Regions from separate parts of the Mus musculus genome. Here region 2 is linked to region 1. A link is a contact called in public Hi-C data. All regions are on one chromosome and are shown on one strand. The core of a region is the stretch at or near the end of the contact, and the rest is flanking DNA. Distances in the headings are between cores, read along the strand shown. Region 1 overlaps Topbp1 (topoisomerase (DNA) II binding protein 1). Region 2 holds the start of 5830418P13Rik (RIKEN cDNA 5830418P13 gene).

Region 1 (5,195 bases), core at 456-2,955:
GCCAAATCTTTGGCCTCTGAGCCATACATACACACACACACACACACACACACACACAACCTTTATTTAATAAGACTAAAATGTGAACTGACAGTTCAGCTGCTTCTGTTATTTGTTAAGTAATGCAAACAGATAAATGCCAGGATCTATAGTCTATAACCTATTTTCCATCAGAATTGAAAGAAAACAGACAAACAAACAAAACCAGTTTAAGGCCTAAGGCCAATCTGGAGTACCAAGTGAAAAAAGCTCATAAACAACGAGATACATGCTGGTAATAACAGCAATTAGCAGGACAAGGATGGGAGGCAAAGAGAGGCAGAGTAAGAGAGGTAAAGACTGATTCTTTTAAAGCATGATGCTACTACCTCCACTGTAGCCATACCAGATGCTAAAAGTCAAGTGACTATAAAGTGACACCAAATCTCTTCTAGGAAGAGTCTGATAGTGAATACCATGCAATTCTAGTACTAGGAGACAGAAGTAGGAAGCCCTGCAAGTTTAAAGCTATCCAGACCACATAAACTAAATGTATACTTAGCCCAGCAGTTACACTACTTCACATTGAAGGGAAGTCACCCAGGGGCTCTGTTCAGACAGAACGTTCTATAATAAGGGATGAGCTAGCTAACATGCACCATGACCTAGACACATGGACAGTATGCTAAGTGTTCCCTAAGGCCAGGTATAAAAAGCTCTCAAACTAAGGAAAGATTAATATATTCTGGGGACAAATAATAAAACAAGCTTATCTCTGTGGGGCTGGGGTAGAGGTCATTGAAAAGGGCCCCAAGGATGCTTGTTGAAATGAGGTCATGCTCTTGATACCAAAGGGTTTTGGAAGGCCATCATCTATCAGGAGGCTGACTCACATGATGGAACTGTTATCTACAAATTTCACTGTACAACAGCTCTTCTAAGAGAAAAGTAAACAAATACTGGATTCTAGTTAATGATACACATGCTAAGTATTTGAGGAGACACATGTTCTGATTTCCCCAAAACTCTGAAATGCATAAAAAAAATGAGAAACGGCTATGTAATAAATCAATGTTACTTGATTATATTAAAATGTTGCTTGACCTAGGAAGCAAGTATACAGTTTAAAAATCCATTCATTTAGGGCCGGAGAGATGGCTTAGCAGTTAAGAGCACTTAAGAGATCTAAGTTTGATTCTCACACCCATACTGGACAGGATACAGCCTCCTATAACTCCAGCTCCAGGGAATAGAACTCTTTTTTTTTTTTTTTTTTTTGAACTCCACAGACACCTCTATACACGAACACACACACACACACACACACACACACACACACACACACGAGCACACACACGAACACAGGTACACACGAACACAGGTACACACGGTAGGTCTGTTACTGTTAGGTAGGAACTGAGTCTGATTTCAATGGCAGCCAGTTCTCTTGTCTCTGAGCCAACTCTCTAGCCCCCTGCTTTCTTTATAGCCCAATATTTTAAAGAACTTGTAAAACATCTATAGCTACCCAGATTTTCATAAACCTGTCATACTTAAATTTCATGCTAAAAAGTTTACAGGCATCCAATATAGAAATGGAACTAAACTGAAAGACTAGAGAATGGCAGACTGTCAATTCTATTAGCAGCAAGCCAAGAGTAAATGTGTGGATGTTCATCTACAAACATACACATATCTCTAGAAATAAGGAAGTATGGGGCCAGCAAAATGACTCAGCAAGTAAAGGCGCTTGCTACCAGCCTGGCAACCTAAGTTTGAACCTACATGGTAGGAGAGAACCAACTCCATTAAGCTATCCTCTGACGAGCACACATGTGCCAACTCCCCACCCCACATATACACACAAGTAATAAAAATGATAATGATAAACGGAAGAGTAGAATGTGACAAACCAGCATGAGATAATCAGCGATATATTCTGTTTTCAAGCAGACCATGTTCTGGGCAGTAGCCTCTGCGATGAAAACTCTGCAGTCATCAGGTTTCAGTTTATTGAAGTCACAAAAGAGATGCGTAGCATCTTTAAGTAAAGGTTCTGGATGACCAGATAACACCTAATGAAAAACAGGAAGGGTTAATCCCCTCATGCTCCATAGCAGATGCTCCTCCCCTCAAAGGCAGAGGGCAGGGAGACATCACAGAAACCTTGCTGGACAAGTTGGTGCAAACCTGCCCCTAGGATAGCAGTAAATTAATTCAGGACAAACCTTTGCTCCTCCTGCCTGAAGAAGGCGTTTGAACCCAGCTTCTCGGGGCCGATCAACACGTAAAATAGCTTTCCAGCCACTAAATGCTCCCTATTTAAAAATAAGTACATGTAATTTTAACATACTAAACATTCAAAATGCAGAGATAATGCATGAATTTAATTGTTTAGTGTCAAGTAATTTCTTGTCATTCATCTATCTATCTATACACACACACACACACAAAACTCAGTGGGTTTTTTGCATATATTTACATATACTAAGTATCACTTGCATGCAGGGCCTACAGAAGTCAGAAGAGGGTGTTGGATCCTCTGGAAGTAGATTTACAGATGTTGATGATAGGAATTAAATCTGAGTTCTCTGGAAGAGCAGCGCAGGTGCCTTTACCCCTGGGCGGCCTCTTCAACCCATTATTAGTTTAAAAAAAAGAAAGAAAGAAAAGAAAAAGGACAAAGTTTCATAGGCTAGCTCTGACCTCTTGCTCTTCTCCTGCCTCCCAAGTGCTAGGATTACAGGAGTACCCTAGCAATCAGCAATTAGGAAAGAAAGGACATAATTTCCTTACTCAAAAGTATATAGACTCCTTAGAGAGAATTTGCAGACCTGGCTTAGGACTCCTGATGCTCTACCCTGAAAAGACAAGTTATCTTTAGAAGACCCTATCTTACAGTAACACAATACTTTGTTGTCTCAGGCAGGATTTCTACATAGCCTCAGATATCCTGGAATTCAAACATTCTCCTGCCTCTGCCTCCCTGCACAACAGAAATTTTAGTTCAACACAGAATGTGCAACTAAATATATCAATTATGGAATAAAAGACAATCAGAACTACTTGGTCAGGCATATGCTCTTTAAAACAAGTCACAATACTGAATCCCACAATAGTACCTCAACAATGCCGGATTCTTGACTTTGCTGGATTCTTTTCCTCCATCTCATTGCCGCCAGTGCGAGCTTCTGCTGGTGCTCAGTGACGTCAGGGAGAGCATCAAGTATGGAGCTACTTCCCCACTCGTAGTCTTCTTCCTAGAAAACCAGGCCAGTGAACTTGTGGGTTCCTTTCACAGCACTGTGCTAACTAAGCATGGGTATCTGGCCCCCAGCAGCTTGCAGTCTATCAAGATCAAAGCTGAAAGTTCAATCGTTACAGAGACACGAATGATAGAGAACACTACTTTGGGAACTCATTCCATTTATTCAGTTTTATGTGAAGAACCAGTACAGCTGGCTTTAATTAAAACCAGAAACTAATTTCCCCAAAACAAACCTTTTGGCCAGACAGCTGTATTTTGGCAACTTAGTAGCATACCTAACTTAGTAAAATACCCTAGTATTTGGCTTCATGAGAGCACAGCCTGAGGAGGTATGAACTAAGACAAGTCCCAAGGAGCTCAGATTGGAAGCTTCGGAAACGACACAGTAGATATTACCGTGATGCCCAGCTTGTTACAACTGCTTAATATGGATAAGCTAACAGCAAAGAAAAAGCCTTATAATGGGCTATCTTGAATCTGCTCATTAAGAGAAAATCATTTCAATAAAAAAGCACCGATAAATTAGGTAACAAAAAGTGAGCAGGCCACAATAAAAACTCATTTTTTTGTATGCCAACCAAAATATTTTAATAAAAAGGGATGTGAATAAAGCAGCCCGACCTTGCAGACTTTGTTCTGTTTCAAAGATCCTCACAGAACAGCTGTAATCTGACTGGCCACGTGTGGTCATTTAAACTAAATACACGGTGAGGGGATGACCAAGGATCTCCTAAGTCATTAACAAGAGAACAAACCTTCACAGGAATATGAATACACACCTGCACAAAGCGCCCAGCTGTCTTGCAAGCGTCTAGGTAGGAGCGATGAAGCACCCATTTACCAGCTGCCATAGAAGCTAAGTACTTCTCATTGCGCAGTGGGTAGCCCACAACCATGTGTGTGCAGCTGGGGTCAGAGCACTGCTTCTCGATCACCGACCCACCTTGTATGGAGAGAAACGGCATCTACTAGTTCTTAACTTTCTTTCTAGAAAAATGTTAACTGTGCATAAAAATTATTTATATAAAATGATCAACCTAGAGATGTAAAAGTAACATTCACTTTAATTTATCGCCCTCCATCCCTGCCTTCAGCGTTCCAAGATCTAGTGATTTGAAATGTAGATTGGGGTTTTATAAAAAATAAAACTTCCAATGCTGACCCGTGTATACAGTTGAAATTCAGGGCTTCATATATGCCCCCCCCCAAAAAAACTCACACTGAGCCATACAACCCCCAGTCCCACCCTTGACTTAAAAAAAATATATATATATATATTATTTATATGTATGTGTATTTTGCCTATCTGTGTACCTGGGTCTGTGAGGCAGAACAGACTCAATGTGTAGGCTTAAATAACTTGCCCATAGCCAGACAGTGGTGACACATGTCTTTAATCCCAGCACTTGGGAGGCAGAGGCAGGTGGATTTCTGAGTTTGAGGCCAGCCTGGTCTACAGACTGAGTTCCAGGACAGCCAGGGCTACACAGAGAAACCCTGTCTCAAAAAAAAAAAACAAAACCAAAAAAAAAACCAACAAAATCCAAAACTTAACCATGTTCTTTTCTCAACTGCCCTCCCCTTTACACATGATAGAAATATGTTTGCATTTGTATTCTAAATAAGTTGTAATAACAATGTTTTAAAGTAAAATATTGGAAGAAAATTGAAAAAAAAAAAAAGTAAAATAATGGCACCTAAGTCTTTAATCAGGCGACAGTAATCAATCCGCTCTTGAGAATTCAGAGACGACATCTGGAACACATACTGTTTTTTAACTTTTCTGTGCGTCTCCTCCTGTGTTTCAATCTAAAACACAATAGTTTTATTTTAGAAAAATATTAACATTAAAACTATTATCAGATATAGCTATTTTATAGTGACATTTTATCTAGTCTTCTAAGGGACCAAGTATACAAATTGTAATTCAAAGAGATGCACTTTTCAG
Region 2 (5,705 bases), core at 2,728-5,227, 76 kb before region 1:
CAATGGCAACCATTCTAGGGCCCCTTGGGAGCCACTGGGGTGATAACTAAGCAGAGGAGATAAAAACCCAGATGTGTATTTTGCTAAGGCACTGTAGGAGCTGTGTGGAGAATGTAGGAAGGCAGAAACTAAAAGCAGGGTGTTGCACAAAGACACCGCTGAGCTGACCTTGGGTGATAAACATCCAATCCCAGGCCACAGTGTTGGGGGAGAAAAGGCAGTGTGGGTGTGAAAGCTTCACAGGAGGTGTAAAAGCCGGGACTCTATCCATCCATGGCCGCGATGACAGAAAGGGAAGTCTGGGGTGCATCTTCTCCCAGCTTCCCCAGCCGAAGCACCCATAGCCAACGTAGACATCTGCGCCGGAGGTACCAATGCAGGAGTCATGATCCGAAAGCTAGCAACCTGAGGGAGGTAGCCATCAGCCACACAGACCCGGAATCCCTGCTGTAGGGTCTCTAGCTCCCTGTGAGGCAGTTGAAACTCACCAAGGAGCAATAGGACGGGACCTAACAAAGATGTATTATTAAACAGCACAGAAAAACACTGAGAGGTAACGGACAGACACATGCATTTCAGCTCCCCCCTGGCCATTCTCTCTTGCCCGTTGCAAAAGGTCCGTGAAGCAGAGTGGGGCCTTCTGGCTCTCCCCCAGGGCCACGGAGACCGATCTCTATCATTCTACGGGGTTGACAACATCAGAAAAATGGGTAGAACAGGTCGGTCACACATTTCCTACCTGGACCGCCCAAGCCGATAACCTTCACTCTTTTGTAGAAACGAGGCCTGGAAAACAGCTTGCACGACGCCCAGCACTGGCATGACATGGAACTGCAGAACCTGGGTGCCGTGGTGGGCAGGCTGGAGGCAGAGCTGGCAGAGATCCGCTCAGAGACAGAACAGCAGCAGCAGGAGCGGGCACACCTGCTGGCGTGCAAGAGCCAGCTACAGAAGGATGTGGCATCCTACCACGCCCTGCTGGACAGAGAGGAGAACAAGTATGGACATGTGATGTGCTCGGGTTCCTCCTTATCTGCAGGGAGGATGCAAATGGGGCATGGGGGTGGGGTTGGGCTGAATTGGTAGAGAGAACACTTGCCTAGGATTCACAGTCCCTGGGTTTAACTCCCAGGACTGCATAAACCTGCTCATGATGACCCCTGCTATCACAGTGTACTCAAGACCAGAACAGGGAGAAACAAAAAGCCTTTTTCTTAAACGACTCTTAAACCTCTTTTTTTTTTTTTTGAATTGAGATTTTTATTTATTTTTATTTTATGGGTGGGTGTTCTGCCTACATGTAAGTCTGTGAATCACCTGTGTCATACACGTGGAGATCGGAAGAAGGGGCAGGAGTTAGATAGTTGTACGCTACCACATGGGTGCTGGAGTTGAATCTAGGTCCTCAGAAGAGCAGCCAGTGTCTCTCAAACATTTTGAAGAGGCTTCCTGTCGACTTTCTTCTAGCTGAGTGACATACCAGCAGGGCTGCTGAGAAAACTATGTTTAATTTGGAGTCTACAGGGAAGACAAACAAGGTGTTATGAATGACAGTGGAGTTGCCCACTGTCCCTTTTGTGAAAAACTGACTTCACAAAATCACCCTCTGGTTTTTATTATGCACCGTGGCACACGTGTATATGTGTGTGAGCATTTACATGTGTGCATTCACATACACATATATGCATGCACAAACACACAAATACTAATAAATAAAAATAAAGTACAAAAGACTACTTAGGGATCACACTGTCCAACCTCTCACAACTCAAGAGAGAATGGGAAGGCCCATGTGGAGGGTGGGGGTTGTCCACGGTCACACACAGAGGTTGAAGCAACTCTGGGACTAGTGGCCCTCTTTCAAAGAGCATAGCATCCCATTGCTGGGATGAACAACCACAGAACCATCTGCAAACCTTCCAGCACCTCCTTTCAAGTGGAAAAACCGTCATCTCTCTCCCCCAACTGTCTTTTTGTCCAGTTGCTTTCTGTGGAATGTGAAAGATGTTCCTAACAAAACTAAATCCTTCAGATTCCTGCACGCATATGAGTAAATATATAAAGTTTTAAATAAACATGGAGGAGTAAAGGGGTGGTATGTAGTTCAAGTACCCACCGAATGGCTGTTCCGCAGATGTCCAGCCCTAACCCTGGCCGTCCTCATTCCCTCCTGTGCCCACCAGATCACCACACATCCCCAGTTACTGACAGGACTTCACATCCCAGAGTTCTGGAAGTCATTTGTCCAAAATCCATCAAACCACAAAACAGGGGTTCGAACCTTGGCACTGTCTTATTCCAAAGACCAAATTCTTTCTCATAACATGGCTTCCTTTCCCACACTCCTACCGTGGTATCTTTACTGAGGTTCCGTTTCTGCCGCTTCTGACTCACGTGTGTTTCTTTTCAGCTAATGGGAAAACCAAAAAACGACTTCCTCTTTTCACAAAGAAAACTCTGCCTTCCTCGGCAGCCCACCGGTGACGTCTGAAGAACCTCAGTGGCTGCTGGACTCCCTAGCTGACTCAGACGGAGCTCCCTGGGGGTGGAGAGAATTCTGCTCCCATTTCTGTAGTCTGTAGCTTGAACAACCGAGGCCTCTCTGAATAAATACTTTGCGTGTGGCTCCCAGTCTGCCATTTGCTGTGGCTAACTTGCTGGTGGTGCAGAAACCCTTCCTTTTCTCTGCAGGTCCCAGGGCCTCTTTGGGGATTTGGGTTGGTGTTTCATGAGTATGTGCGTGTGTTTGTTTTGTTGGTTCAAAGGATAGGACCCAGGGCCTCATGCATGCTAAGTGTGTATGATACACTACACCCCCCATACTGGGAGCCATTCTTGGATGCTTCTAGACAGCATGTTGAGCCTGTTAAATGAGTCCATCAGTCTCATCATTGCCTCAAGGTCAACTGTTCTGGTTTTATCAACACACAAAGGCTGTTCATTCAAAAGTTCTGCACTTGACGGGTACCCTGGTCACATGCAAATCTCTCTCTCTCTCTCTCTCTCTCTCTCTCTCTCTCTCTCTCTCTCTCTCTCTGTCACACACACACACACACACACACACACACACACATCTCATTTGCCCATAGCATAACACCTCTCCATCAGTTTCAACCCATGGGGGACTAATTAGGTTGTGGTAGTTCACCCATTTACAGCCTCAACATTTCTTTTTTGGGATCCACATGCCAGCGCCCTCCACCCCCCCCCCCCGCCCCCCACGCCAGCCCTCTCAAGGCTCGGGCCAGCCAAATCTATTCATGCATCTGCTTCCCACGAAGGCAAGACCCTCCTGCCCTCAGATTACAACTGAAACCACCACCTGTGTGGGACCACAGGCTCTCAGTGCTTCTAAAACCACACACCACCACACCACAAAAACAAACACGTCTGTTTCTGTTACCTGCCTGCTACACAGAATTAGACCAAGATAAGCTCCGTCGTTGTCCCTTTGTCACTGTGAGCTACTTACCCCAACAGAGGGATACATCCCTGTGTGGGAACATTTGAAGACCTTCATATGGATGTAAAGTCCCAAAAAGACCAATAAACAGTGTTTACCTTTATTTAAAAACAAACAGCCGAGAATGTGAGGTTGCACACCTTTAATCTCAGCACTCAGGAGGCAGAGGCAGGTGGATCTCTGTGAGTTCAAGGCCAGGCTGACATACAAAAAAGAGTTTCAGAACAGTCAAGGCTGTTACACAAAGGAATCCTGTCTCAAAAAACAAAACAAGCCAACAACCTTTTAAAAGAAGCAAGGTGTGTCCTGGTTAGGATTCTGTCCCGTAGATTTCCTTGCTGGCCTGCAGGACCAAAGAAAGAGAACCCACGAGTCTCCCAGAAGGCCAGTTACTTAGACTCTACACAATATCTTTACATAATTCAGTGTCTGAAGTCCAGAAATAGAAAAGACACCACTTACGCTCCGTTTCAGCTAAGCCTCCACTGCCCTGCTAGCTTGCTCGCTGCGAACTGCTCCTAATTGAACCACCTGGGTGCAAAAGCCATCAGGAAGACAGTGCAGCTGTCTCAGCGACATTGGATGCTGCAAGACCTTCTTGCCTTTCTTATTATCCTTAATTATTATTTCCAAGCCAAGATTTCAGTTTCCAACCTCTACACAGCCCAGGGCCTGGAAGGTGAAGAGGACCCCATGCTGGGGTTTTGTTTGTTTGTTTGTTTGTTTGTTTGTTTTTGCCGAATCTGGAAGCCACTGGTATGCAAGGAGAGTAGATGCGCGCCCTCTCAAGGGTTTCTCCCAGTGGGGCTGCGAGTTTTAGACTCTTCTGCCCTGCAAATCTCCACGAGCAGGTGCCGCGAGTCAGAAAGTTAATCACCTTTTGGCAGGGGAAGATCATGACTGACGGCTGCTTCCAGTTCCCAGCGCAGGCTCCTGCTGCTTCTAATGAGGCTTCGTTAGCAGGTATGAAAAGGCCCCGCTGGCCCCTGGATTCTGCCAGCGCCTTTTGAAAATCAGACTTCCTCTCACAACATCACGGTACAATTACCCGTTGGCAGTGGTTCCCTGACAGGTGGTGGGGGAGGCTGCTGCCGGTGGTGACGAGCATTTGTTCTGGAGTAGATGGGTAAAGGGCTTTGGCTGGATTCCTCCTAAGCTCTTTCCACACCGTACTACTCAACTCCATGGATTTTGGGTTTCCAGGTGTGTGCTTGAGAGCGCGCGTGCGCGCGCACACACACACACACACACACACACACACACACGCACGCACGCACGCACGCACACACACACATACCATAATAGCACCCATTAGCGTTGAGACCCCCACATCCTTTGATAACAATGTCCTTAAATTGTACTTCAAGGATATTGGTAATTCTTTTAAGCATGGATTGATGCTCAAATGTTTTGACAGACTGGGGGGAGGGGGAATACCCATATAAGGAAGATCATTTCTGTTCTCATGGGTTGACAATCTTGGTGGGGCAAGGACTAAACAAAGCAACGTGGCACTGTACAGTTTGCATGGCCCCTTCCCTGAATTCATTTTGTCCCCAAAGGCATGAAGATAAATCTGATTTCAGTTGCTTCTCCACTACAGGATTCAGTAAGTGCCACCCAGTTCACTGCCCTTTGTTTAACTGCCCTACACACATTCTTCAATAAGCCCTTGGGCCACCTCACCAGCTTTTACTTAATTACACCCATGTGTTTGTTGGGAGGAGCTTGTCGGGGTGCTGGTGGAGTCAGAGGACAACTTTTGGGAGTTGGTTCTCTCCTTCCACCATGTTAATCCCAGGGGATCAAACTCAGGTCATCAGACTTGGTGACAAGTGCCTTTCCCAATGAGCCAGCTTGCTGGCTCAATAGACTGCCTCTCTGGGCAAGATAGGATTTGGGCCAATACAGAATCTTAGCAGTGGTTGCCACTGGCAAACAGAAATGTAAGATGCCTGGTTTAATTTGTCAGATAACCAACATTTTTTTTTTTTTTAGTATAAGTATACCCAACATATTATATACATTTTTCTTTTCCTTTTTTACAAACAGGATCTTTCTATGTACCCCTGGCTAGTCTAGAACACACTATGTAGACCGTGGTGGCCTAGAGCTTTCAGAGAGCCGCTCGCCTCTGCCTTCAGAGTGCTGGGGTTAAAGGCTCCGTGCCACCGCACTGCTATTCCTTTTGTTGTTGTTGCTACTGTTGGTTTGATTTGGTTCTGGTTTTGAGGCGGGATCC

Evidence for each region. A called contact is a pair of places that touch in the nucleus more often than the background predicts.
Region 2: a contact with region 1 is called in a Hi-C map of the HPC-7 cell line, with 2.3 times the contacts expected there. The contact joins the promoter of 5830418P13Rik here to the enhancer-like site in region 1. A contact is called at or near these places in 1 of 15 datasets of contacts at CTCF or cohesin (large pre-B cells), 11 of 484 Hi-C or Micro-C datasets (B cells, DN3 thymocytes, the HPC-7 cell line and 4 more), 6 of 115 datasets of contacts at active chromatin or transcription factors (the 230-238 cell line, the SCID.adh cell line, double positive thymocytes and 2 more) and 3 of 9 other capture datasets (adipose tissue, liver and pancreatic islet).

What each region holds. Positions count from the first base shown.
Region 1 is chr9:103,343,786-103,348,980 of GRCm38.p6, reverse strand. Topbp1 (topoisomerase (DNA) II binding protein 1) reads right to left here. Exons shown (of 28, transcript NM_176979.5): 23 at 4,945-5,056; 24 at 4,027-4,190; 25 at 3,102-3,239; 26 at 2,208-2,297; 27 at 1,893-2,054. Among named protein-coding and RNA genes, the nearest start is that of Cdv3, 19 kb to the left of the region's middle. Within about 2 kb of position 1,705, at least 22 of the 459 cell types and tissues checked have an H3K27ac peak or open chromatin away from gene starts, as enhancers often do. A contact at or near this core is called in the HPC-7 cell line, where this site is marked.
Region 2 is chr9:103,421,850-103,427,554 of GRCm38.p6, reverse strand. 5830418P13Rik (RIKEN cDNA 5830418P13 gene) reads right to left here and starts at 3,977. Exons shown (of 6, transcript NR_040466.1): 1 at 3,926-3,977; 2 at 740-978; 3 at 169-405. Bfsp2 (beaded filament structural protein 2, phakinin) reads left to right here. Exons shown (of 7, transcript NM_001002896.3): 6 at 778-998; 7 at 2,411-2,631. The coding sequence ends at 2,414.